4 separate regions of the Mus musculus genome follow, and regions 1, 2 and 4 are each linked to region 3. A link is a contact called in public HiChIP or PLAC-seq and promoter capture Hi-C data. All regions are on one chromosome and are shown on one strand. The core of a region is the stretch at or near the end of the contact, and the rest is flanking DNA. Distances in the headings are between cores, read along the strand shown. Region 1 holds the start of Arrb2 (arrestin, beta 2). Region 2 holds the start of Gas7 (growth arrest specific 7). Region 3 holds the start of Vamp2 (vesicle-associated membrane protein 2). Region 4 holds the start of Rabep1 (rabaptin, RAB GTPase binding effector protein 1).

What was found. Promoter capture Hi-C pulls out the DNA fragments that hold promoters and counts their contacts. HiChIP or PLAC-seq counts read pairs in DNA pulled down with a chosen protein or histone mark.
Region 1: a contact with region 3 is called in an H3K27ac HiChIP or PLAC-seq map of thymic regulatory T cells, with 7 times the contacts expected there. The contact joins the promoter of Arrb2 here to the promoter of Vamp2 in region 3. A contact is called at or near these places in 2 of 39 promoter capture datasets (liver and neutrophils) and 3 of 115 datasets of contacts at active chromatin or transcription factors (microglia, pancreatic cancer cells and thymic regulatory T cells).
Region 2: a promoter capture Hi-C map of pre-B cells shows a contact between it and region 3, with 3 times the contacts expected there. The contact joins the promoter of Gas7 here to the promoter of Vamp2 in region 3.
Region 4: a promoter capture Hi-C map of neural stem cells shows a contact between it and region 3. The contact joins the promoter of Rabep1 here to the promoter of Vamp2 in region 3. A contact is called at or near these places in 2 of 39 promoter capture datasets (liver and neural stem cells).

The regions. Positions count from the first base shown.
Region 1 is chr11:70,430,763-70,437,466 of GRCm38.p6, forward strand. Arrb2 (arrestin, beta 2) reads left to right here and starts at 1,818. Exons shown (of 15, transcript NM_145429.5): 1 at 1,818-1,991; 2 at 4,780-4,810; 3 at 5,401-5,461; 4 at 5,569-5,613; 5 at 5,799-5,995; 6 at 6,107-6,166; 7 at 6,548-6,615. The coding sequence starts at 1,969.
Region 2 is chr11:67,585,189-67,592,051 of GRCm38.p6, forward strand. It overlaps Gas7 (growth arrest specific 7), which reads left to right and starts at 1,312. Exons shown (of 14, transcript NM_001109657.3): 1 at 1,312-1,627. The coding sequence starts at 1,625.
Region 3 is chr11:69,085,816-69,091,850 of GRCm38.p6, forward strand. Vamp2 (vesicle-associated membrane protein 2) reads left to right here and starts at 2,713. Exons shown (of 5, transcript NM_009497.3): 1 at 2,713-2,812; 2 at 3,291-3,411; 3 at 3,916-4,074; 4 at 4,161-4,212; 5 at 4,835-6,035. The coding sequence starts at 2,811. The coding sequence ends at 4,851.
Region 4 is chr11:70,841,309-70,847,495 of GRCm38.p6, forward strand. Rabep1 (rabaptin, RAB GTPase binding effector protein 1) reads left to right here and starts at 3,453. Exons shown (of 18, transcript NM_019400.3): 1 at 3,453-3,700. The coding sequence starts at 3,667.

The sequences.
Region 1 (6,704 bases), core at 568-3,067, 1.3 Mb after region 3:
AGAGTGAGACCTTGTCTCAAAGAATCATATTGGGGCTGAAGAGATGGCTCAGTGGTTAAGAGCACTTTTTGTTCTCACAGAGGATCTGGGTTCACTTTCTAGCACCCACGTGGAGGTTTATAACTGCCTGTAACTCTAGTTCCAGGGGATCTGATACCTCCATAGGCACTGTGCACACAAATGGTGATGACCATGCTTACATGCAGGCTAGCACTCAGACACATAAAGTGTAACACATTGTAACAATGAAAGAGCAGACTTAAAATGTGACAATAGAACGGGGGAGGGGTAAGCAGGTGTTAAACAAGGTCTATGTTTAAAAATTAAAGATGATCTGAGATTTTTTTTTCTCGTGTACATTGTTTTTCAAATGGAGAAAAGTGGAGAGAGAGGCATGAAGGTATTCCACTGAGGGGAAATGGGTAAGAGTAGAAGGAAGAGACCGAAGAGGAGAAAAACCTGTCTCTGTCAGTCACCCTTTTCACCCTCTGCCAAACCCAGTCAATGTTGCCCCAGCAACGAACCTCTAATATGGCCCCTCTGTTCCCCCTCCACTCCCTGTTCATCGTTTTCCCTTGACTAGCTTATCTTCTAGCGGTCTTGCTATGCTCTGTGTTACCGGAAAAGAGAAATCCCATCTCGACATTCCTCTGGTGAAAAACAAAATCCAATCAAATCATTGCTGGGCTGCGATTAAAGACAGAGCTTAGTGGTGAGTCCTTACCAAGCATGCGTGAGGCCTTAGCAGAAAATTACATTACATTAAATTAGATAAACACTACAGATCCTCAGGCTCTTTCTTTCACCTGCTATACAAAGCCTTCCGCAGTCTCTTCCTTCCACAGTCTGCAGCTCTCTGCCTCCTGCCATCTAACCCACAAGCACTCGTCTATAAAGAATGTCCTTTCCCCACTTCTGCCCATCCTTCAGAATGTCTGTCCTCAAATTTCCCATCCAATGGAGTGAGTGACTGCACTCCCTCCTCCCCCACGCTGGCCAAGCAAAGGCTTTTGGGCTTTTAGTTGCTTGATGTTCTGAGTCATACCTCTATTATAGCATTCCTGGGAGCATAATATAATACCTGTTCCTATGTCTCAAAGATCCCAGGAAAGTTAGGCCATGATAATTCATGTTTGGTCCCGATGGCTTGGCACAATGACTAACACGAAATGGAGAGGGAGGGAAGGATGAAGAAAATAAGAGATGGATGGAGTGGGTGAATGATAGCTAGGATAGACAGTCGAGATGACAAGGTCTGAAAAATGTTTTAATGTTTGACCCTGCACAAAAAAAAAAAAAAAAAAAAAAAAAAAAAAAAAAATCAAAGACGATACACCAGGGGGAGCTGAAGACCACAAGAACGCGGGAAAGGCAGGCCAAACGAGGCTGCAAGCTCAGGGATGAGCAGCGCGTCCCAAAGCAAGCATCATCACGCAACTGATACGGTGCATCCACGTGGGCAGCCCTTGGCCCTCAGAACTAGACAGCACTTGAGCTCATTCCCACCGCCCCCTCGATCCCGTCCCTCCTCCACTACAGTGAAAGCAAACAAAGGGGAGGTATCCCTGCAGGGCTACGGATACCAACGGCCAATCAGCTGCTTCTAATCTCCTCGAAGGCGGCCGCCTGCTTTTAAAGGGGCCCAATCTAGTTCTAAAAGCTTGAGGAGGGGCGGGGAGATCGGGAGTAGGGACGGCGCGGGGAGGCTTCCCCGAGGGAAACGGAGGGCGGAGGCGTGGGGCGGAGCCAGCTCGAGGAGGGCGGGCTGCGCCGCGGCGCGCGGGATCCGGCTGACGCAGCTGGCCCCGGCTCCCCGAGACCCAGACCGCGAGGGGAGGGGAAGGAGGAGAAAGAGTGAGGACGCGCGTGCGCAGTGGCGCGGGGAGGAGCGGGGACCTGGCAGCAGGCGAGGAGGCTGCGAGCGAGCCGCGAACCCGGCGGGCGGAGGGCGGCGAGCGCGCGCGCACCATGGGAGAAAAACCCGGGACCAGGTAAGGGAGGTGGGGCCGTGCCGCGGGGCATGGGCGGCTGCTCGTGGGGTGTGCCAGGTTGATCCACAGACAAGGACACCGGGGAAGAAACCCCGGGGCCGGACGCCTGGGTCCCTAGAGGGTAGCGGTCCGGGGCCGCAAGCCTTGGTCCTTGAGATATTGGAGTGGAGCGTGCGTGCTAGGGCTCCTGCAAAAAGCAAGACCTGATGGGGATCGGGAAACCCACGCCTGGGTTCTCGCAGAGATGTAGGAGTCGGACTACTGGGTTCTCTGTGCAGGCTGTGATGCAAGGGCGGAGGAAGGAGGAGCAGGTGGCCGGCCCCGAGGGGTTGTGTGCTGGGAGACTGGATGCTGGGAAGGGATTCCCCTAGACTCGTGCCCAACCAATGGAAAGCCTCCTGCCCAATACCCCACAGTCTGATTGCTCCCACCTGTCCCAAGGGCCCGATAGCTCTGCTACCAAACTTCTGCCTTCTAGGTTGCTAGGAGCAACAGCTTCTTCTTGAGAGAGAAGAGTGTGTAGGGACCCTCGCTGAAATTGGACTGTATTCCTCTCCTGGGGGTGGAGGGGAGAGGTAGTATCTCCCCTGGACACACATCCTCTCCCCGGATGTTCTCTGTGCAATCGAAGCTCCTTCCTTCCACTGATACCAGAGTTCTCTTTTTTGGTCTATAGCAAAATCCACTTCCTGTTGTGACCCAACACCCCCAAGAGGACATGGGGTGAATGCTTGAGTTCCAAAGGAGCAAGAGCTAAAGAATAGGTAGGGGCTATGTGCCTCAAGCCGGAGAGGACCAAGAATAAGGGCCTGATTATGAGCAGTGACTTCTGCAAAACATGGGATCAACCCCACCACTCCCACTGCCCTTAGAGTATGAGAAAGTAGGCATCTCAGCATTAAGAAGACCAATATCTGAGAGAGATGTCCACAGGGAAGACTGACCTCCTGGATTTGAGGTTAAACACCCCAGAGAAAGGGGAAGTCACTTACTTGGGGGGAGGCCCCCAAATTTCCGTTGTGTACTTCAGGGAGGGGGTAGATGGTCCAGAGAAAGACTGCTGACTTGGCATAATTCCCTACCATCTCATCAAATTCTGGGCCACAGGAAATGGAGAGAATGGCAGGAAGTGCTAAGAGGCATCTGCTTTAGCTGCACCCCCCCCCCCAAGCTGGGTACCTCCCTGGTCATTCCCTTACTCTGCCTCCTTGGCCAGCCTCAGTATGTGCCCACTGCCCGCTCCCTAACCAGGCAAGAGGTGGCTGGGGAAGATGTAGAGAGCAGATGCTCTGTAGTTACCCCAGGGCAATTGCCTGAGACACACTGGTTATGGCTGTCACAGGCTCTGTCAGGGCTCCCATTGGGGGAAAATACAGGGCAGGAAGAAACCAGAGGTAGAAGAGCTAGCCAGCCTAGGTGATGTCTGAGCTGTCAGCCCTAATTGGGACAGAAATTAGAGTGATTGTTCTAACTGCCACCATGTCCCAATGTGCCTTATTACTTGGGGATACGTAGGGGCGCCCTATGTATATGCCATATGACCCTAAGTATGACCCTGTGATGTATGGACAGCTTGGCTTTTGGGGAGGAAGAGACAAGTGGTTTTCTGAGCAGACATTTACATGGTGCTTGAAGGGAGGATGGAACACGGGGCATTATTCAGTGTGTTACCTGGGGTCCTTTCCCAGGAATTGCCCCTGGGGCAGCATGCCTCACAGGGGGCAGAATGACACTTGGAAGAATAAGCCACCGAGTAGCCAGAGCCCTGGGGTCACTAGACAGTTTCCTACTAATGCTCCCAGCAGCGGGTGGAGTCTAGGCTTAGGTTGTTGCAGTACCCGTGTAAAAAAATCCCCTTTGACTTGACAAACTGTGACAGGCAAGCGCCGCCACTATGTAGTGGTTGAGAACAGGGTCTTGAAGCCAAGGTACCTTCCTTAAGTTTATATCCGAGTCCCACCCTGTACATTCTCTGTGACCTTTGACAGAATTCTTGTTCGATGTAAAACAGGGATGTTTCAGTCTCAGCCATTGGGCTATAAGAGCAATAGATGCAGTTGGAACAGAGCAGCCCCCCTGTACCATGTTAGCCGCATCACCATCTTTGCCATAGGATGCTGCTGTGTTGGGACCACAGTGGATTTTTTTTTAAGCTGCGAGGCTGTTGGAGGTTCACGAAATAGTCAGACTTGGGCAAAAACCATCTGAGGGGCAGAGACTAGGCTCTGCTCCGGGAGTCACTGTATGGGTCCCTGAAGCTAGAGGTCAGTTGAAAAGATTATCTGAGTGTGATGGTTTGTGCCTTTCATCCTCGCACCAAGGAGGCAGGGACAAATGGATCTGAGTTGGGGCCAGCCTGGTCTATATGTCAAGATCCACGCTAGCCAGAGTTACATACGAAGGCCAAGGTCAAAAAAGGGGGGTGGGGAGGGGTGTTAGGTGTGACCCAGACAGTGTGTATCCATCCAGTTCGCTCTCAGTTTTGGAGAGGGTCCCCTGGGGAGGAGAGCCTGGGTAGTTCCTGGGGTAGCTAGTGGCCATTATTGTAAGAGGAGGAGTGAGTTATGTAGCATCGAACAGCAAAGGAGCAAAGGCTCGCTCGCCCTGACAGTTGGCTTCGAGGGGCTGCCATGTGGGAAATACTGGGACTTTATAAAAAAGCAGTGGGAAGGGTAGGGCAGGGATCCAGGCTGAATTCCCTTCTCAGGCTGGGGAGGGATAAGTCCTGGTGTGGTGGTCCTTGCCCAGCCTAAGGGAGGCAGTGGGGTCTTCCTTTCTGTTTTGTTAGGGTCTTCAAGAAGTCGAGCCCTAACTGCAAGGTGAGTCCCCCTCGATGCTTACCCTTTGATCCTCCCTGGGCCCGATCAAAGCCCTCGATGATCCCCAAGCCTTTGCTCCCCACTTCCTGTGACAGCTAAAAGCAGACTGACTTCCTTCCCTCCTTAAGCCCCTTGCCGCAGTCTGAAGAAGCCACAGGGCTGGGTGGGGTCTGGGTTCCTAAGCAAGCTTGTAACTCTCTTAGAAACCAACCCAGGGTGCCTGAGCTAGGAATAGTTAATAGTTTCCCAGGCTGTGGGCTGTTTATCTCAGAGCCCTTTGTGGGGACAGCTGCTACCTGCCTGGTCTGGCTGAGTGTTCCCTGAAGACATAGAAACACACATAAACACACACTTATGTGTACCGACCCTCCGTGGGTGGGCAGAGGTGTGGAAAGCAGGTAAAAGCTTAAACGAAAGTTTTACTAAGTTGTCTGGAAAACTCTACCAATCTCACCTTCCAGTCATACTGGGAGACAATCCTTCCTGATAACCCACCCAAGGGGAGCCCAGAACAGGACACCCACCTTTGAGAACTCTGGTGGCTTGCCACCATCCTCCCCAATTTCCCCTGTGACCCTTGACCTCCTCAGCTCACCGTGTACTTGGGCAAGCGCGACTTTGTAGATCACCTGGACAAAGTGGACCCTGTGGGTAAGTTTGCCTAGATGGCACCAACACATCACCCCTGCAAGAGGGGAGGTGATTCCTGGGTCTGGGAGTGGCCCCCTTCAGAAAATGAATCCATCTCTCTTTCCTAGATGGCGTGGTGCTTGTGGATCCTGACTACTTGAAGGACCGGAAAGGTACTACATGTATGCTGGAGGGGAGAAGACAACATTAGATGGGCTGACATTGATAAGAGAGGAAAGGAAGGCAGCATCAGAGGCAGGGAATAGGATTCCGGGAAGTCTGTTATGCCGAAGAAGGATGTGGGTGCCGTGAAGAAAGGGGCTTCTCCTAATCACCCTGACTCACCCTTACTTGTCAGTGTTCGTGACCCTCACCTGTGCCTTCCGCTATGGCCGAGAAGACCTGGATGTACTGGGCCTGTCTTTCCGCAAAGATCTGTTCATCGCCACCTACCAGGCCTTCCCCCCCATGCCCAACCCACCTCGGCCCCCCACCCGCCTACAGGACCGACTGCTGAAGAAGTTGGGCCAACACGCCCACCCCTTCTTTTTCACGGTGAGGATGCTCTCCATTTCCCGCAGGGCTTGGGGTCTGGGGCTCTTTGGGATTGACATGGGATGAGGCACCTGTTACCAGTTGAAACGCCTCCTTTTTCCTCTGCCACAGATACCCCAAAATTTGCCTTGCTCCGTCACACTGCAGCCAGGACCAGAGGACACAGGGAAGGTACGGGAGGGACGACTCTCACAATATGTGAATAGAACCAGGCTCAGCTAGATACACAAAGCACAGCTGAGCTGGAGGGTGAAGTGTAGGGGGCTCCTGAGGACAGGGTGGTATCCCCAGGGAGGTGTGTGGTCACTGAATCTGTTCTCTGACCTGCATGTACCTGGCTGGGTATGGGGTCTCCTCTGTGCACTGCCATGAGCCAGCCTCTGCCAGATGCCAGGCTAGAGAGAGAGACAGTGGGGCAAGAGAGTTCCTCTGTTTCCATGATGAGGCAAAAAATCCACACCAACAGGAATGAAGCAAGGAGGAAGGAGGGGGTGTGTTGGATGTGGTACCGGGAGCCTTGGGTAAGAGGTGGCCTTTCCTCCTCTTCCCAAGGCTTGTGGAGTAGACTTTGAGATTCGAGCTTTCTGTGCCAAATCAATAGAAGAAAAAAGTCACAAGAGGTAAGAGAAACAGCTCTCTCACTCACTCTCTCTCTCTTTCTGTCTCTCTCTCTCTCTCTCTCTCTCTCTCTCTCTGGTTTAACGGCTCC
Region 2 (6,863 bases), core at 62-2,561, 1.5 Mb before region 3:
GCTCGGGGACAGCTGCCTGTCTCCCACACTTTGAGCCACTGTGAGAATAAAAACACGGCAGCAGCTCTTACCGAGTGTGCGCAGTGTCCTCACTGCACCAAGTGCTGTTTTATTTTTCCCTTCGCATCCATTTAGAAAGATACTCAAGTGTCTCTACTTAACCTCTGGGAAAAACCTGAAGCCTGCCTGCCTTGTCTGAGACCTCAGAGCAGTGTAACAGCAGCACCACTGAGACCCTGGACTGACTCCATTGCTGGGTGGTAACCTGATTTACATAATCCTATATAAAGAACCAGTCAGGGACTGCAGCCTCTTGGTAGAATGCTCATCTAGCATACAGAAGGCCCTGAGTTCGAGTCCTAGCACACACACAAAAAGCAATCAGTTGCTAAAATCCCAGAGTTTGTAACAGAAAGTAAACAGAAATATACAATCTGAGTGCTAAAACTTTAATGGCTCCAGAAGGCCTCTGTTTGTTTATTTGTCTATCTGTGTGTACATCTGTATGTGCACATATGTGTGTGTGTGCATGTGTGAACACAGCCATCTGTGTGTCATGGCATGCCTATCTCAGCTGCGAATCTTTGCCTTTCACCTCCTTTGAGATGATATCTCTTGTTTGTCCTTCCACACCTCAGGCTACCTGGCCCACGAGCTTCCAGGAGCTTCCAGATTTCCTGCCTATCTTCTGTCTTACCTAAAACCTCTGTGGTTATGGACATATTCTACTGTGGATATCTGGTTTTCTTGTGTTCTGGGGATCTGAATTTAGGTTCTCATGCTAGCTCAACAAACATTCTCCCCACAGAACTGACTCCCCAGCTTCCAGAAAGCTTTTAAACAGGACATCAGATTCACTGGGGATCCAGGCCCCTACCTAACCTATATAACTGGTAGTAGATACAGCATTGCTCTTGGGTCCAGCCCTGTCTTTACTTACAGCCTTTGGTGATAGATAGTGAGCATAGATTGAAAGCCAAGGCCAGAGATTAGTTTCACACAATCGTTCTTTCTGGAAATTCTCCACTCTTTTCATACTGGCTTTTATCAGACCTTGGATTCACACAGCTGGAGCCAGGCCCAAGCCAGAGCCCTGACTTAGGTTTGGGAAGAAGTTGGCTGAAACTTCTCCCAGCAGGGATAAGGCAGGCCCAGGGAGTCCTGTCTAAAATGCAGTAGACAAAGGTGCCCTTGTTCATAGGCCTTGGGGTGGGAGTCATCTGGTCAGTGACACAGGCTTGGCTATTGTATGCTCTGACCTAAGCCAATTTTTTTTTAGGCTGAGAAAGGGGGTGGGAGGGGAAGTCCTCTAGAAATTGTATCTGGAAAGGCCTGCATGGGCTGTTGATTTCCCAACAGGCACGGGAGCAGATTTGGGAGGAACTGTGCAATGTAGTGGGTTCTTTGTGAAAGAACAGAGATGTCAGTGATGAGAAAAGCCACAGGAACATCCCCCAGGGTGCTCAGCGCACTGGCCCCGGGGCAGCTGCTTGCTTCAGCCACACTTTCCTCAGAAGGTGCCATGCAGAACAAGTTGCCTGGAGCCCAGTCCTGAGCCTGGGGCTTCAGACCAGCCCTGGCATCTCTTCCATAGCAACTGCCCTTAAGGACCAGCTGAGCACTCATGGTAAGAACCACTCCTGCAGAAGTATGCTTGACCTACCCTCTCTGTCTGTTGTGAAAATGCCTTTCATAGTGCAGAGAGGAGATTCTGAAGACCCTGTGAGATTGGATAGTACTTGGTGAGTCTGGAAGTTCTGTGGACCCTGTGCCAAGAGGGCATATGTGCCCAAGACAAGAGCAGAAAGAGGAGGTATGGGCAGAGAGTAAACGATGGGTGGGGGTGGGGTGGGGTGAGGAGTTGTGTGGAAAGATGGGAGAGGAGTGTTTGGAGTGGGAAGGCTCACCTGAGACAGGTAGTTAAAGGCATGTGATGGAGAAGAGAGCCACTGTGGACTTATTTATACCTTTGTACCATTCTTCTTTTTCTATATATATTATATATTATATTTTTCTAAATATAAAGCATGGCTTCTTCCTGCCCATCTGGCATCTCCCCCATGCCCCAGATTTACCGGGAAAGTTCTGAGGTGCAAGATCTAGGGAAGAACAGTGAATCTCTGCATTAGGGGAAGGTAAAGGGAGCCTTTGGGTGTCTCCGCTCCCCAGATGGTAGTTAGGCAGCAGTGACATCTAACTCGGTTTCCAGATTGGCACATGCCTCCTCTCAGTTTGTCAGTGGAAGCTTTTCTGAGATAGTGGGGATAGAAAACCTTGTTTTGCTGACCTCTGAGCCTGGATGGTCGCCTTTCCTATGATCTGCCCTTTAGCCTAGGCTTTGTATGGCATCCCCCTTCCCACTGCTAAGGTTCTCTGTGGCTGTGAGGTCCAGTTCACAAGGCAAGGCTACTCAGATCCTTCATGGAATCTTCCTCCACCTTGCTAGGCCACCAAGCACCCCTGATTTGAACATTCCTTCCCAGAAGCTTGAACTGGGACCAGGAGAAGACAATAATGCTTGCTACCCAAGAGTATCCTCTAACTGGGACCCTTGACCTCCCAAGAATATGTATACGGAAGTTTTGTAATAATAAACCGGTGTCTGAATGGTCCAGGGGGGCTTAGACCCACAGATGTAGTGCTGGGCCAAGACTGGGATTCTACATTTTTAGTTATCTCCCAAAGGACACGTGTGATGCTGGTTCAGAGGACCACCCTTGGAGAGTTACTGCTGGAAGGACCACAGGCTAGACCATCATGTTATAACCAAGTGAGGAATGCTCAAGATTGGACTACGGCAAGCTATGGAGATGCTGCTGGGCCTGATCAGCCCTGAGGAGGAAGGGAGGATCCGCAGAGAACATGCACACTCGTATCCTGAGAGCAAGGAAGGGTTCAAGGCCAGCTTGTAGCAATGTGGGACACGTGGAGGTGCAGGTCCATTGCTGGGGTGTGCCTAAGTTGAAATGGACTGTGTGTCTAGGGTATAGTGGTGAAGTGGATATACTTATTACTTAGGTGACAGGCTCTACTGGAACCCGCCTGGTGTGTGACTCTGGCTTCTAGTGACACATTGACAGGAACAGAGACAGAAGCCCGGGATACCAGCTGGGAAAACAGGTTTCAGGACAGACAGCTCTGGGTCCTTGAAAGTGGCTTTCACAGTGAAGGGTCTATTAAGACAAAACTCAGTGTAGTGACAGATGCAATCCTAAGAGGCTGGGCACTGGCAGCGTTTACGAAGAGGACCAGGCTTCTGAGTCACATGTCTGTACATGAATATGACTCCCCTCCCTTCTCTACATAAATGGCACATCCTTAAAACAGATATACTAGCATTTAGAATCATTGAGCATTCGATGATATCTGTTCAAAATAAGCCCTCACAGGCCATCTGGTCCAACTTCCACATTTGAGAGATGAAGAAATCAAGGCCCTCCTGACAGGGATGAGACGGGTTGCTTAAGATCTCAAAACAAGGCTGCTACAGCTTCAAACATGGCCCCTGGGAGCACAGCCCACATTCTGTGTGCCTCTTGCTTGTTGCTATGGTCTGGTGGTGTGTCCTCTATGGCAAGGTCTTGGTAGTTATCGTCTGCCTGGTTCTTATGTCTCTCTATCGGTGGATCCAAAAGCTTTGCCAAGTGGGGTTGGTAGGATCACACCTTTACTGACTCTGGAAACTGCCTGTCAGCTTTCATCTTTCTGCAGGCTACTGTTTCAGAACCAATTAGGGGAGTCAGGCATCTTTGAACAAAACGGCTGTAAGCACGAGCAGTTGGCACTGCAGAGTAACTAGAACGCGTCTCCATGGTGAGACTGGCTACTTCCGCTTTCTTTCAGTGCCTGTGGGTTGCTGCAGCCCACAAGAAGTGACCACAAAGTCAGGCCAGCTGGACGGCAGCCACAGCTGGCAGGCAGCGGCACCCACCTCTATTCCCTAATGAGGCACAGTTGGCCTGTCGCTAAAATGACACCGGCTCCCTGAAGAAGTCCCCTTTTGTCCCCAGAGCATCTGCAGGGACAGGGCAGTCCCTTGCCCTTGAAGTTCCTTTCCAGTGGGCAGCTGCTTTGCATGATATGTTGAGCCTGTGGCCAGTGGAAAAAAACAGCCTTCAACTGTCTTTCCTAATTCTCAACATCTTGGATTGTGGTTGTTGTTAATGCTTTTAAAAAGGATTTTATTATTATTTTTTAATGTGTATATGTGAAGGGAGTGGTTACTTACACAGGAGTTTAAGTGCCTTCAAAGGCTAGAAGAGGATTTTGGATCTCCAGGAGCTAGAGTTACAGGGGGTTGTGAGCTGCCCAAAGTAAATCTTAGGAACTGAATTTGGGTGCTCTGCGAGAGCAGTGTGTGCTGCTAACCATCAAGACGTCTCTCTAGCCTCCTATTTAATGCATTAACTTTTGAAAAATTACGTTTTATTGATTGATTGGTTGGTTGGTTGGTTGGTTGGATTTTTTCGAGACAGGGTTTCTCTGAGTAGCCCCGGCTGTCCTGGAACTCACTCTGTGGACCAGGCTGGCCTCGAACTCAGAAGTCCACCTGCCTCTGCCTCCCAAGTGCTGGGATTAAAGGCATGCGCCACTGTTGCTCGGCCTCAATTTTTTTTTAATTTTATATACAGTATCTCTCTCTCTCTCTCTCTCTCTCTCTCTCTCTCTCTCTCTCTCTGTGTGTGTGTGTGTGTGTGTGTGTGTGTGTGTGTGTGTGTGTGTGTGTCTTGCGCGTGCGCAAGACACACACATACACAGACGTCATGGCATGGGTGGGAGACAGAAGACAACTTGCAAGAGTCCATTGTGATTTTCCACTATGAGGATCCCAGGGATGGAACTCAACTTGTCAGGCTTGATCGGTGTCCTCCTCTGCCTGCTGAGCCATTGCTATAATTGACACATAATTGTCCATATTTATGGGGCATAATGTTAACGATCATATCAGAGTGATTGGCCTATCCATCAACTCAGCTGAATATCATTTCTTTGTGTGGGCAATGTTAAAAAGCCTCTCTGTCAGCTGTTTTGAAATATTCAATTAATTGCTGTCAACCATAGCTGTTCCCCGTGCTCTGGTCCATGAAAAGGCACCCTTCTACCCAGCTGCACTCTAGAACTTTCTTCTCACTTCTTGCCACCTTTCTCTTCCCTGTACTCTTCCCAGGCTCTAGAACCTCCTCATTTTCTACTTTGAAATTCAGTTTTCAGCTTTTGCATATACTTCTGGCCTTCTTATATCCATTTCTGAATGGAAGGGAGTGCTTAGTAAATTGAATTATGGAATTTTCTTAAGAGGCATAACAACTTGAGAAAAGGCCAGAGGTAGTAAAAGTCTGTTTTGGAGCACTGTAAATTTAGTGATAAAGAAGGGCTGGCAGTGCAGGGTGGGTCTTGCGTGGTGCCTAGCTGTTCCTCCCCTAACACTAAGTGGTGGCAGGGCTCTCTTTGGCCAGAAATCATAACGGTGGATTTTACTCTACCAAGGAAACCATCCCTAAAGTGTCTTTCAAAGTTACCCTATAGAGCTGGAGACAGAAAAAAAAAGTCTAGGTCGTACTTTAACATCTGAAACCTTTTCCTCATGAGAGACCACAATGAATTAAAGATAACAATAATGAAAACAATGTTTATAAACATCCATGTTCCTGGGCAGGAGGCCTCTGTTGCTTTTGTCTATGTGGTTGCTGCTTTTACAAGCTGAACTAGAGATTTAAATGTTTTTGAAGGTCTCCAGTGGTGGCTTTGGGCTCTATTATGAAAGATTTATCCTGGGTTCTAAAATCATCTTAGGGGACTACGACGATCTCATTTTATAGATAAAGAAGCCAAGGCCAGAGGAAACGCACACTTCGAACTCATTTTGGAACACTGATTCTTTATGCCTGGGCCACTGTGGTTTCTGCTAATGCTTTGGTCGTCTGCATTTGGAGGTAAACAATGAGAATGACCCAGCCTGTTGATGTTGCTGGGTATAAGATAGAAGAGAGTGTGCTCATCTACACAGGCTAGGAACTGGGGAAATCTGCTAATAGTTGGCGCTGAGGTTTAGATGCAATTAGACTCATCTGATAATGTGTGTGGGCATGCTGAGGGACAAATCCCTAAGAGGCAGAAGGTTGTTATGGTATGGGAACATGGTCCCTGGAAGGAATTAATGCTTATCTCCCTGAGCAGGTTAGTTCTCACAAATTAATTCTCACTAAAGACCAGTGCTCTGAAGCTGAGATGCCCCGTATGTTCAGTCCCTTCTGCATACATATGGAAACTGTGGGTCAAATAAACTACCTTTCTTCTTTAAATACCTCACCTCAAGCTATTTTGTTACATAATGGTGCACACAATTACATTCATAGAATACAATTACATGTATACAATACAAAATGGTGCATCACACCACACAGGCTTCCTCAGCTGAAATGCCGAAGCTGGACCAACTTCCAGGAGCGGACTGCCTTGCCTACTTAAATGGTTTTGAAACATCAGGTCTACATAAACACCAGCACTGGGACCAAGTAGACAAGTTTCCTCAGGGTCCCCCCAGCAAAGGCTTCAAGATGAAGAAAGAGTTCTATCCTGCTGCTAGAGGAGTTCTGTTTTCAGGAGTATATGTTGAATGCCTTCTCCCCTCAGGTCTTATGCCTTCGGGTATCTGCTCCAACCTCTGGTAGAGGCAGAAGTGACTCTTATATCAATAGCAAAGCTGTGCTACTTGGTCATCGCTGAGATTCTGCTAGAAGAAGTAAAAGAAATGGTGTCCATCATCTGTTGTTATCCTTGTGGTGACACTGGGCAGATGCCAGCAGCAGAAAAGACTACCATCGCAGACAAGAGAAGTAGTCTGGTCTTCTTGGCTTGTATTG
Region 3 (6,035 bases), core at 1,463-3,962:
CCGCCCCACCCCAACCCAGGTTCTAAACCAGGAGTCCTGGGAACTCTGTATGCTGACCTCAGACCCCTGAAGGAGGGTCTTAGAAGCAGCCTCGGGCCCTTCCTCCTGCATATTTCTGCGTTCTTTGTGTTAACTCTCTTTTGTTGTTAATTATCTATTTTTATGAGTATATGATTTTTGTGTACACATATACCTAGGCACAGCGGAGTCCAGTACCCTTGGAGTCCCGTGGGCCTAGAGGGGGTGAGATCCCCCAGGACTGGAGCTACAGATGGCTTCGAGCTGCCATGTGGGTGCTGGAAAATGGACCAGGGTTTTCTGGAAGAACAGTCATATTCTTAACTGCTGACCCATTCATTAGTCCTCCGGGCTTTGGCTTTGGCTTGTTTTGAGACAGTGTCTCCTTTAGCAGGCTGATCTTAAACTCTGGATTGTCCTGCCTTCATCTTCCACGCGCAGGGATTAGGATCAGGCACCACTAAGCCTAAAAAGAGCGTCAGGAACTGGGCCTAGAGAGTTCACCACCAATTCCCTGCAACCGTGGAAAGCATCACATTGTGCAAATACTGTGTTTTCTCCAGCACAAATCTATTCTGAGTCTCCGTTCTACCTGCCTGTGTAAAACATTCTCTTACACATTTCCAGGTGAACACGGTCATCCCACTGCAGTCTCCTCCCTCCTCCAGCACTGATCTAAACTTAGACTTTCTTAACACCACCACCGAGGTGGGCTGTGCTGAGCTGTGCTGTGCTGTGCCGTGCAGTGACAGTCCTCTTTCTAAGATGAATCCTACTGGGTCCTTCCCACCCTTTACACCACGCCTTCATTTTCATTCTGCCGTTGCTGTTCCCAGAATCCACCAGGAAGAACAACTTTCCCAGCAATGTGCCAAGGCCCAACCTCTCCAAATTTGTCTGGAACTCTGTCCCTCCCATATCCTCTGTGTTTGGCTAGGCAACATGGGTATCCCTAAATCAGGGTCTGTGATCTTACCTGCAGGGGTGCAGGGGTGTTGGGCCAGGTGTGTGTGTGTGTGTGTTGTGTGTGTTGCGTGTGTGTGTGTGTGGGGGGGGGGTTGTCTGCTCACAGTTTCTCGTTCCCCACTCTCCATGATGTTTCCTATCCAGACACTAGGGGATTTGAACGTGAAATGATGTAGCTGAGCATCTTTGTTCTCTGATTGAAAAGTAGAGTGGTCTCAGGGACAGCAAACAAGAGCCTCACAGCTGATCTGAACAGCCCCTTCCACCACCACCAAAACTCCTCTTTTTCAGGAGCCCAGCCTCACAAAGACCAGGCTAATGGTTGCTCCTGGAAGCTGGAGGCAGCCCAGAGCGAATTCTGCACCCAGTACGCCCTCCCCTGCTCTTTCACCTCCCCCAGACAGCTGGGAACTCACACCTCAGATGACAGAACTTGTCCTGGGGCTTCTGCTGGGAGGGGGTTGGGCACTGCAGCACAGGAGGCCCTGGGAAGCCCGGGAGTGGGAGGAGGAGGAAAGCCAGACCCTGCCTGTCTCTGAGAATAAGGCTCTCTCAGGGATGTAATGAGTACTCCCACATCAGTAGGTCCTCCCCTAAAATGCCTCCTTCACCCTGGAGGCTTACTAAATAGACAGCTGCTCCCCGGTTCTTTCTCTCCCTAGATGCAGGATGGGAGTGTGTACAGCTGCCTTGGCTGTTTAGTGTACTTAAAATGGAGCAATCAGGAATGGACCAGGCCTAAGAGAATATCCTATTGTGTTATCTAGATCAAGCCATTTGACAAATATTGAGTGTCTCCATACATGATATGCTTAGTGTTTAAGGTGCAGGGAGAGGCAGCTGGTTCTGTCAAGGTCACGTGTGTGGGATTAGTCCACATGTAAAGTTGTGCCTATAACCAAAGTACTTCAGGTGCCACCCTTGTCTACTGTCTCTTTTCAGCCCAGGCTCTATGCTAGAGTCAAAGCTGAGGGGGGCAGTTGACCCCAGACGGGATCCAGCCTGTGGTATCACCAGACAGTCTGGGCCCTTCCTGGAGTCTCTAGCTTGTCTAATCTTTTTGGGGCCTGCTTGGGCTTTACCTGCCAAGTAGTACACCTGGTGAGAACTTCATCTGTAAGGATGGGCAGTTTCTCTCTCTCTCTCTCTCTCTCTCTCTCTCTCTCTCTCTCTCTCTCTCTCTGTGTGTGTGTGTGTGTGTGTGTGTGTGTGTGTGTGTATGCTTCTGTTACTCCTTTTGCCCTGACCCAGCTAGGAAATCAGAAGCCTCAGTCCTCCCTTGAGACATTCACTTGCAGGGTGATGGGTGAGATTAGTCCTCACGATTCCCCTCCACTCCAGCGTCAGAATTCCAGTTATCAGTATTGCTCTGGCGCCTGCCTTGGTCGCTTCTCATTTTTTCACCCTCAACCCATAGACCAGGTGTTGGGACCAGGTCGTAGGATGAGACGTTGGGCTATATGGCATAAGGACCGGTGTATCCTCTTCAAAGATAAGGGAGGATGTATTGGGGGGTGGGGCTGTATGGATTTCGGTTGTGGGTGCCAAAAGAGGCAGGTGCCTTGGGGGCGGCAGTGGGTTGGCGAGCTGGCCCCACAGCCAGACCCAACTAGGCGACCCCCGGCCCTGCAGCGCCCCGCCCCCGCGGTCCGCTTGCGACGTGTCGCCTGCCGCGCCCCGCCCACGCCGCAGTACCCGGATGCGGGTGACGTGCGGCCGCCATCTTCCAGTCCCGGGTAGCCAGCGCCAGTCGGAGCCAGCGCGAGCCGCCGCCGCCGCCGTCGCCGTCACTGCCTCTGCCAAGTCCACTGCCCGCTACCCCCGCCATGTAAGTCAGCCGCCTGCCACTCGCCACCCGCGGATGTTCTGCCCCTTGCGGGCCGCCACCCCAAGGAGTGGACCGGGAAACACGGGGGTCCCGCCGCGGGCCAGGCTGGTGCCCATGACTGCGGGCGGATGCCGGGAACCGGGTCCCTGGCGGTCTGGCACGGGCGATGGCTGCCGGAGGGAGCAGACCCAGCGTCCACCCTCCGCCCCGCCCCTGTCACTATGGCCGTCAGTCATTTCGGGTCGACCCCGGGCAGCATCTACGAGGTCGCCCTCATTTAACCAGAGGGGAAATTGAGGCATGAGGAGGGTCTCTCAAGGTCACGCAGCTCAACCTTAGAGTGACTGTCTCCCATCGGGTGGCCTTCTCGCGCAAGAGAGGACTGGAGGGACTGTGGATGGACAGGTGGATGGGTGGAGCCCCGGCCGTAGGGCCAGAGGCTTCAGGCCTCGAGTCTTAATCCGTTTCTCTTCCTTAGGTCGGCTACCGCTGCCACCGTCCCGCCTGCCGCCCCGGCCGGCGAGGGTGGCCCCCCTGCACCTCCTCCAAACCTTACTAGTAACAGGAGACTGCAGCAGACCCAGGCCCAGGTGGATGAGGTGAGTGTGTGTGTGTGTCTGTGTCTGTGTCTATGTCTATGTATGTCAAAGATGCAAGATGATGGGCTGGCAAATAGGTGTGGGAGCCCATCTTGGGTTGAAGGTAAAGACAGTTTATGCTTGTGGGTTTGGTCGGAGACCTGCCTCATCCCCTTTCTGTCTCCCTGTTAGCATGCACTTGGAAGGGCTGCAGGATGAATCAGTTGAGCTAGCCTGGGGTGTGCCAGCTGGGGCAGGTGTGCTCTGGTGATAGGCGGATCCAGGCCCTATAGATAGAGGGTGTTGCTGAGACATCTGAGCGCTATGGTAGCGGCATGACCCTGATGTGTGCTCCTTGCATGTCCCCTAGGTGTGCTAGGCATGTTCTGTGTATGTCCTTGGCATGTTAGCCTGGAAACATCGGGGTGCATGTTCCACTTGTGCCACGATGGGCACATGTTCAAGAAGTGCCCTCCTTGAGGCATGCCTTGGCACACCCCCCTGCCTCGTGGACCCCTCCCTCAGGTGGTGGACATCATGAGGGTGAATGTGGACAAGGTCCTGGAGCGGGACCAGAAGTTGTCGGAGCTGGATGACCGTGCAGATGCCCTCCAGGCAGGGGCCTCCCAGTTTGAAACAAGTGCAGCCAAGCTCAAGCGCAAATACTGGTGGAAAAACCTCAAGGTAAAGGGGAGGAGATGGGGACAGGTTGGGAGGGGCAGTGGGGAAGTAGGGTGTCACTGTGTCATTCACCTCCCTCTCACTCTTAGATGATGATCATCTTGGGAGTGATCTGCGCCATCATCCTCATCATCATCATCGGTGAGTGGGGCCAGAGGCCAGGGCCCCTCCCCTGGGGAGGTAGAGGCTTTCCCTGGGGAGCCTGGGCTTTGAAGGTCACTAACCTAGTTTTTACTCTGCAACCAAAACACACTTTGCTGCTATTGGCAGTTCTGACTCATTTAGAGCCCAAAACTTGAGTGTTGTATAGCCCTGCTTTCCCTGGTTATGGGTCAATCCGGTTAAGATTTTGGGACTAGGAATACCGGGTGGGGTCCTGGTGTTCGTCTAGGAACCCTTTGAGCCTAAAAGCTCCATCTGGGGATTCTAAAACGGGAGTAGGAGACAGGAAAGGGTGAGGTCTCGAACACCAACCACCAGGATACCACTTACTCCACTGTTTGAAAGCTACCGTCACATACCCAGTGCATTAAAGGTTTTATGCCCCTTTGTCCAGCCGTGGAGTTTAAGGGACCTCAATACCCACTTGCCAAGTCCCTTTGAAGAAACTGAGGCTGAGAGGGAAGGGATGTCAGCCAGTGGGGGAGTGGGGAGGCTTGGAACAGGGCCAGGCCTGACACACTGCTTTCTTTCTCTTTCTCCCCCTCTCCTCGTCCTCCTTTCTCCCCCTCTCCCTCGTCCTCCTCTTGCCCTCTCTCCACAGTTTACTTCAGCACTTAAATCCCTGAGGAGTCTGCCCTGCCTAAGAAGGGCCTCTCCCCCACCCCCAGCCGTTCCTCCACCTCTCAGCCATATCTTTCAGCCCCCTCCCTTGGATCCGTGTGTGTGTGTGTGTCCGTGTGTGTGCCCCCTGTAAATAGCCAGCTGTTATTTATACATATATAATATTATATATATTTGGTCTGTTTGTAGTTTTATTACTAGAAGATTTTTTCCGGTTGTCCTTAACACCCCTTCCTGAGGTTCCCATCACCTCTCTCTCACCCTCTGTCCCTTTTCCTCTTTCCTGATCAGCCCCAAGTCCCTTCATTTGCATCTGCTATGCAATAGCCCCTCTCCTCCTTCCCTTGGATTTAACCGATCTTTCCCTTATCTTCCCTGTACAATCCCAGGCCCTCCCAAAACAAAAGCAAACCCCACAGAAACAAACAGAACACCCCACCTGTCTAGGCTTCCCTAGGCTGCATCTTTGTATCCCTTGGGAGGCTCTGAGACTGGTTCCACTTGGTCCTAAGAATCCCAAGATTTTCTGGGAGCTTCCAACATGTTGATTAGCATATCATTTGCATACGCTGTCTGTTTCATTTTGTTTTGTTTGTTAGTTTTTTGTTTCCTTTCTGATCCATCACTCTTCACTCTTCTGTGTTTTTTCTTTCTTTCTTTTCGGAAGAGTCAGTCTCCATTGGTCCTCTTACCACACTTTTATTAGCACGACATTATCTGCAGGTGGTGGGGAGTCTGGACTTTTGGGGAACCAGGCTGCTCTGGACCCCAAGGTTTCCTCCTCCCAACCCCTCTAGTCTAGTTTGCTTCCCTTACCCCGTTTCCCACACCTCTTGTACCCTCCTCTCCCTCCCCCAGCTGGTGTGTAAGTGTCTTGGAGTTCAGTGTGTTATGATGGACCAATAATTCTGCCACTCGGGGTCTCTCCCTACATTCCTGCTCCCCAGTTTTCATGTGGGGCACTCAACTGACATTCCCAGGGGGTCTCGCTCCCTCCCATCTGCCTGATCTGCTGCCTCCTCCCATCAGGAGAACTGGGGGCCGACCACAATCTGGTTCTTTGAGGAGGGGTGGCTCCAGTGTGTGGGGGTCATCACTGCCTTGGGGAGGAGTGGGACAAAACAGAATCCCCCTAATTCCTGCCTGAAGTCTCTGGCCTCATCCTTGCTAGAGGTTCGACT
Region 4 (6,187 bases), core at 2,203-4,702, 1.8 Mb after region 3:
CAGTGCTGGGGAGGTGGGGATAGGCATCTCCCTGGAGTTTGTTGGATAGCTAGTCATCTCGTGTTAAAGAACTTCAGAACCAGTGAGAGAACTTGTCTCAAAAAATAAGGTTGGACTTTGATTACAGAAATCAATCTGGAGCTGACTTGAAAACGCCCTTCCTCCTAGCTAGGATTGGATTGGAGGCCTGTTCCACAGGAGACAATTCATGCCTGGTTTTGTAAACTGGTCAAAAGCCCATAGCTTAGGGTGTCAAAAGTCATACTGTTGTCTTGTTAAGTGGACCTGTGGTCGAACTGCCTCCTAAATACTTATGTTTCTACATAGAGACTATTGATTGTTACAGTCAACGCTGACCAGGGAAGCTCTCTGCAATGGGCAGCAATTAATGCAGAGACTCATAGCTGGCCGATGTGCTAAGAATAAATAAGTGATCATTGAGTGCTCAGCTCAATCGGACATCTGTCTCAGACTGTCATCCTCTGACCCCTACAAGGCTAAAGAAACATCTAGGAAGAGGGGGCAGATAGAGTGTAAGAGGCAGAGGATGAGCAGAAGTGCTGTGAAATGCCATCCTCAGTGCTGTGGACCACGGCCATTGCACTCGTGAACTCACCTGCACAGGGTCAAGCCAACAAGAGAAGCCAACATAGGGGCTAGAGATAAGGCTTAGTGGTTAAGAATACTTGTTGCTCTTCAGGGGAGCTAGGTTCAATTTCCAGCACCCATATGATAACTCACAACCATCTTTAACTTCCAGGCACCCATTTGGTGCACATTTATGCATATAAAGTAAACTAAAAAGGAAAGAAAGAAAGAAGAGAAATGATATAAAGTGGGGAGGGAGCCCTAAAGGAGTGCCTGGGTTGAGTGGAAAGGGGGAGGTGGGGTGTATATGACCAAGATACATTGTTTACAGCTATGATATTGTCATAGAATAAGAGATACCCTATTACAAATTAGGTGGAGAGAAACTGAGAAAGGTACTTGAGGTAGACTTCTGACCTTCACAAGTACACACATGTATCCGAAAACGTGTGAACAAATATACACAAATATATCACACATCACACAAATTTAAATGTCAGATGTAGTCGTGTATACCTGTACTCACCATACTCAGGAGGGTGAGAGTTTGGGGCCAGCCTGGGCTACAGTTTTGCTGTCTCAAAACTAAAACCAAACAAGACAAAACAAAATCATCTCTGTTGATGAATATGTGGGCCATTTATTTGCTGTATAATGAAATATACTGCTGTAAATATTCTTGTGTATGTCTTATCTTTCACATACAATCTAATTGACAAGTAATTATTTCATGTTTTATTTCTTGATTTCCTTCAGAATGAGAATTACAACTTCTGTAGCTAATGAAGGCTTTGAGCATACGTTAGTTTTCTCTAGTACATATCTAGGAATGGCATCTGGTTGTTGGGTCTTAGGGTTTACATAAAAAATATGAAATGGGACTGGGGTATAGCTCAGTTGGTAGAGCACTTGCCTAGAAGGCACAAAGTTCTGGATTTGTAATCCTAGCATTTGGGAGGTAGGAGAATCAGGAATTCAAAGTTAGCTTGGGCTACATGAGAACCTGTCTTAAAAAAAAAAATTAAATGAATATGAAAATGTATATAATTCTGGTACTCTTTGCTTATTTCAAAATGGCCTTTCCAACTTTTGACATAGGGGCCTCTGAGAGTCCCTACCAGATGTGTGATCATTTCTGAGTGACCTTGGTCTTGAGGACCGGGTTGCAATCCTGATTACCAATGGCAATAAGTACGGTATACAGTCAGTGGAAGGAGTCCCATCTGTGGAGGACATCGCCATCTGCTATCTTTATGGCTCCTGCTTCCTATTCAGTCATTGCAACAGGACAGATGATTACTGAGTGGCCCTACTGGGGCCAAAGGTCTCCCTGCTGAGCGAGGATTTGCTCACTCAGGAAGGTTAGAAACCAGGGGGAGGGTGGAAACAGGCTTCATTTGTTCTGTCAAAGGCATACCAGGAGATGTTAATTGCTTAAAAGTCTAAATATAACCCCCCTTCATCTTAGTGGGACCTCAGGCAAAAGTACAAACAGATGACTACCTATTTAAAATTATAAACCATTCCAAAGAACTGTGAACCTTACTAGAGCCTAGTCTTCTACTTTGACTAAAGTCAAACCATTAATGACTATTATGGTTTGAATGTAGGCATCTGCAGTGACTCTGGAGCAGACTTGAGCTTAGAACTTTTAGAATCAGAATAAATGAAGAAGAAAAAGAAAGAAAGAAAGAAAGAAAGAAAGAAAGAAAAAGAAAAAGTAGGACCTAGTAGTGGTCCAACCCTGAAATCTCAGCTTCTCAGGAGGATGAAGCAGGATTGCAGACTCAAGGCTAACCTGGGCCATTTAGGGAGAGGGTGTTTCAAAATTAAAAAAACAGAACAAGAACTATTGCTATAGCTGAGTAGTGGAGTGCTTGCCTACTATGCTTAAGGTTAAATCCCCAGGACTGCAGGAGGGAGAAAAAAAGACTAGCATAGATCCCTGGCCTTTGGGGGTATGTGCACTTGAATAAGCTGGTGAGAGGAGCGTAAGCCCTGGCTGGGCTCCTGGTCTGTTGCTTGTCTTCCTTCTTTCCTCACCTGTCTTGCACCACGAAGGATCTGTGAACACACAGAGCAGCTCAAATGTGTAAGTGCTGTGCCACCTCCTCCAAATGCAGCTGCCCTCTGGCACGTTGAGAAACGTTTACACCCTGTCTTATAGAAAAATGAGAGACTACAGCTTCAGCTACCCAGGGAGGGAATTCTGGGCTCATAGGAAGGCAGGTGGACTTGGTCCTGAAGTGCCAGACTGTGTAGACCCCTTGCCCTAGGAAGGCAGCAAGGTCTGAATGAGGCTGGAAAGGAAAGTCTGGAGTCTCCGTATGGCTCTCTTGCCCAGGCAGAAGGGTGGCACTTTCTCCTGTCAAGAATGCAAGCACTGCGTCTGGCTGTATCTCCAACAGCTTCTCTGGGCTGATCACGTTAAAGTCAAACATAGTCGCTTAATGGAAAAAGTGCATTGGCTTGCACATCTGGGGACCAGACCAAGTTCTGGCCATAACAATTCTTCCTACTTTATATCCTCATTTAAACTTTTCTTAGCCGCTCTACTTTTCAAGGTTATGAGGTTAAGGGACTTTCTCAAGGACACACAACTAGGCAAAGTAGCGGCTGGGTTCGCGTGCACCCAGGGTCTCCTCACTCAGCTTGATATTTTTGTCTGTGTCCTGGGAGCCAAGAGCTTGCACAGTCTTCGTCTTTGCAGCCGCCAGTCTCCAACACCCATAGCTCTCTCATCAGCCTCCCTCTGGCTCCCAGGCCCCGGACCCCTCCTCCCTGGTCTCCCTCCCTCCTGAGGCCCCGCCCCTCCCTTAGGCCAGCGTCACGTGCCGTCCCATCCCCCCGCGCCTGCGCACTGCTTATTTCCCGCTGTCAGGATGAGGAGGCGGAGGTCGGCGCTCCGGTCCGTCTCTGCCCGAGGCTGTGGCGGCGCCGGCGGCTCCAGCCTTAGCGGTTCCTCCCTGGGCGGCGGTGGCCGCGGCTCGGTCGACGCCTCCTCCGCCAGCTGAGCCCGCGGCATCCCGGGACGCCGCTTCCCCGCCCATCCCCGTTCTCCGAGGCCGCCCACTGGCCATGGCGCAGCCGGGCCCGGCTCCCCAGCCTGACGGTGAGGCGCCCACCATGGCGGGCGCGGCCTGCCCGGCGCAGCGTCGTGGGGGCCCTTGGGGGCAGGAAGGGCACGCGCGCGGGCCCGGGGGTGACCCACGGACTGGAGGCGGGGGCGCGCGGGCGACGCGTGCTGGGGCAGCCGGGCTGGGGAGGGAGAGGGAGGCGCGCGCGGGCGGCCGCGGGGAAGGGCGTGGGGAGGCTGCAGGGAGGGAGCCGGCGGAGAGGAAGGTGCGGTGGGATCAGCACGTGGGTTCCTCGGGTGGGGAGGATGGAAATGGAGAGCATGTGCTATATTCCTTAAAGAAAACGCGAGCCCTCGCCTTGGTAGTGGCCGTGTGCCCTCTCGCCCCACCTCCGCTCCCGCCTCCTCAGGCCACGCTCCAGCGCTCTTTGCACCGGACTTGTAAAAGTAACTGTGATCCTAAGCATTGGGTAGCATTCTTTTGAGTGGTTGTGTTGCTTCATGGTAAGGCCGGGCTCATATCTTAGTCTCTTAGGGCCTCAGTTTCTGACGAACGAAGAGCGCTTGATTCATGTCTCTTTATCGAGAAAGATGGGCAAGTCTTGGGCCAGGCGATAAAGATGGCAACGTTCATCTGTAAAAGGATAGTTTAGTATTATTTCGAGAGTGTTAGGGATGAAAAGGTGCTCGAGTGGGCCGAAATCGAGGAGTCAATCGTCTTCTCCATTCCGTCTCTACCGTTCAAGCGATGGGGTCTCACTTTGTGGACCATGATGACCTGAAACTCCTGAGCTATCCTGCCTCAGTTTCCTGAGTAGCCAAGACTTAGACGTGCAGGACAGACTGTCTTAATAATGCTCATATTGGAAGAAAAAAAGGGCCTTGTTCTAAATAAGCCATGATGGTTATTAGAACCCTTTATGACCTTTAAACCGACTGAGCTCTGCCCCAGAGTTTTGACCACATTGTTTCAGGTGTTGTTGTCGTCAACCGGGAGTTATGTTTGGAAAGAATGTGCTCCGTCCTTGGCAAGATCTTACTGTATCTAGTTGGGAAAGTTCTTTCAGGTGTACTTTTCTAATTGGCTTTTGTGCTTAGCATCTTTACCTGTAAGTAGAATGTTGGGATGTGGTGGTTGGCTCAGGAGGTTCTTGGCCTTTTCCAAGAGTAGTCTCTTGAAATGATCTTTTGTGAAAACCTCTGTTTGTTCTTGCGGTAGGGGAACTGGAAACAATGTTATCAGATTTTGAGACTCTTGCTGCTCTCTGGGAAGTGTTCTCTAAAGATTGTTAGCCTCTAGTTTTGGGTTTTGTTAGTTGCCTAAGGGGTAATGTCCAGCCTAGACTTTAACTTGCTCGATGTTTCTATTCCAATAAAGAGAAGGGAGGTGTTTCTGGTGGGCTGTCAGGAAACAGGGATGTTTTTTGGACCTTCTTTTAACTCTCACCTTTTGTATTTGGTGTCAGGGAGGAAAACTTTACAAACCCTCCTTGTTACTGCAGACAGAGGCAGAATACAGAGAAAGCTCTGACTTCTGGTAGGTATGCTTAACTGGCTGCTGCCTTCCTTTGCTTTCCATGGACAACTCAGGTGACATGAGTCTGGACTCTTAATTTCCTGCCTCTTTCAATATATGAAATGGTCTTCCCTGCAAATAGGCAGAAGTGACTAAGCACTTCGCAGAAGCGAGGAAAACATTAGCTTTGAGGAATCTCATGTTCTTGCTATTCTCAGTGCAGGTTTACTTCCTATTTTTCAAAATTTAAGACTATGGAATGAGATTAAGTAAAATTTTTAAGTATACGTTAATGTAAATGGACAAAGGTATCTATCAGTTCATGAAAGGGGAGAGAATTTGGTATGTTTGAGTTCTTTGTGCCAATGTCTGCTTACAAGTTCATCTTGCGGAATTAATTGTTCTCTTTAGTTGAGTTCATATTGACAACTTTAATTAGAAGCGCACTTGAATTTTTTAGACCTGCTGAGTTAAAAAACAAAATTATTGGAAAATTCCTTTGCACCAGACCAACAGTAAAACATAACTGCTTCGTCCGCTTTCCCGTCATTTCAGAAGCAGTGCCGAATCTTTTTTCTTTTTGACATATTTTCTTTGTTTTTTTCATGAGGATATTAAGGCATATTAAGAGTAGATTTGTTGGGCAGTGGTGGCGCATGCCTTTAATCCCAGCACTTGGGAGGCAGAGGCAGGTGGATTTCTGAGTTCGAGGCCAGCCTGGTCTACAAAGTGAGTTCCAGGACAGCCAGGGCTCTACAGAGAAACCCTGTCTTGAAAAATCAAAAAAAAAAAAAAAAAAAAAGGAGCTTTGTGTATAATTGGCAAGACAAGATGTAACCTTTTTTTCTTATTTCATAATTTTTGAAGGTTTTAGTTTTAATGGAGCACTTTGATGGATGCCAATTAAGTTATTTTCCATTGAGAATTCAAAGACAAGTATAAAAACTCTCAGATTTCAGTTTAAGCTAAACTACATTTTAGAAGCATTTGTCCTGATTTTACTTCAT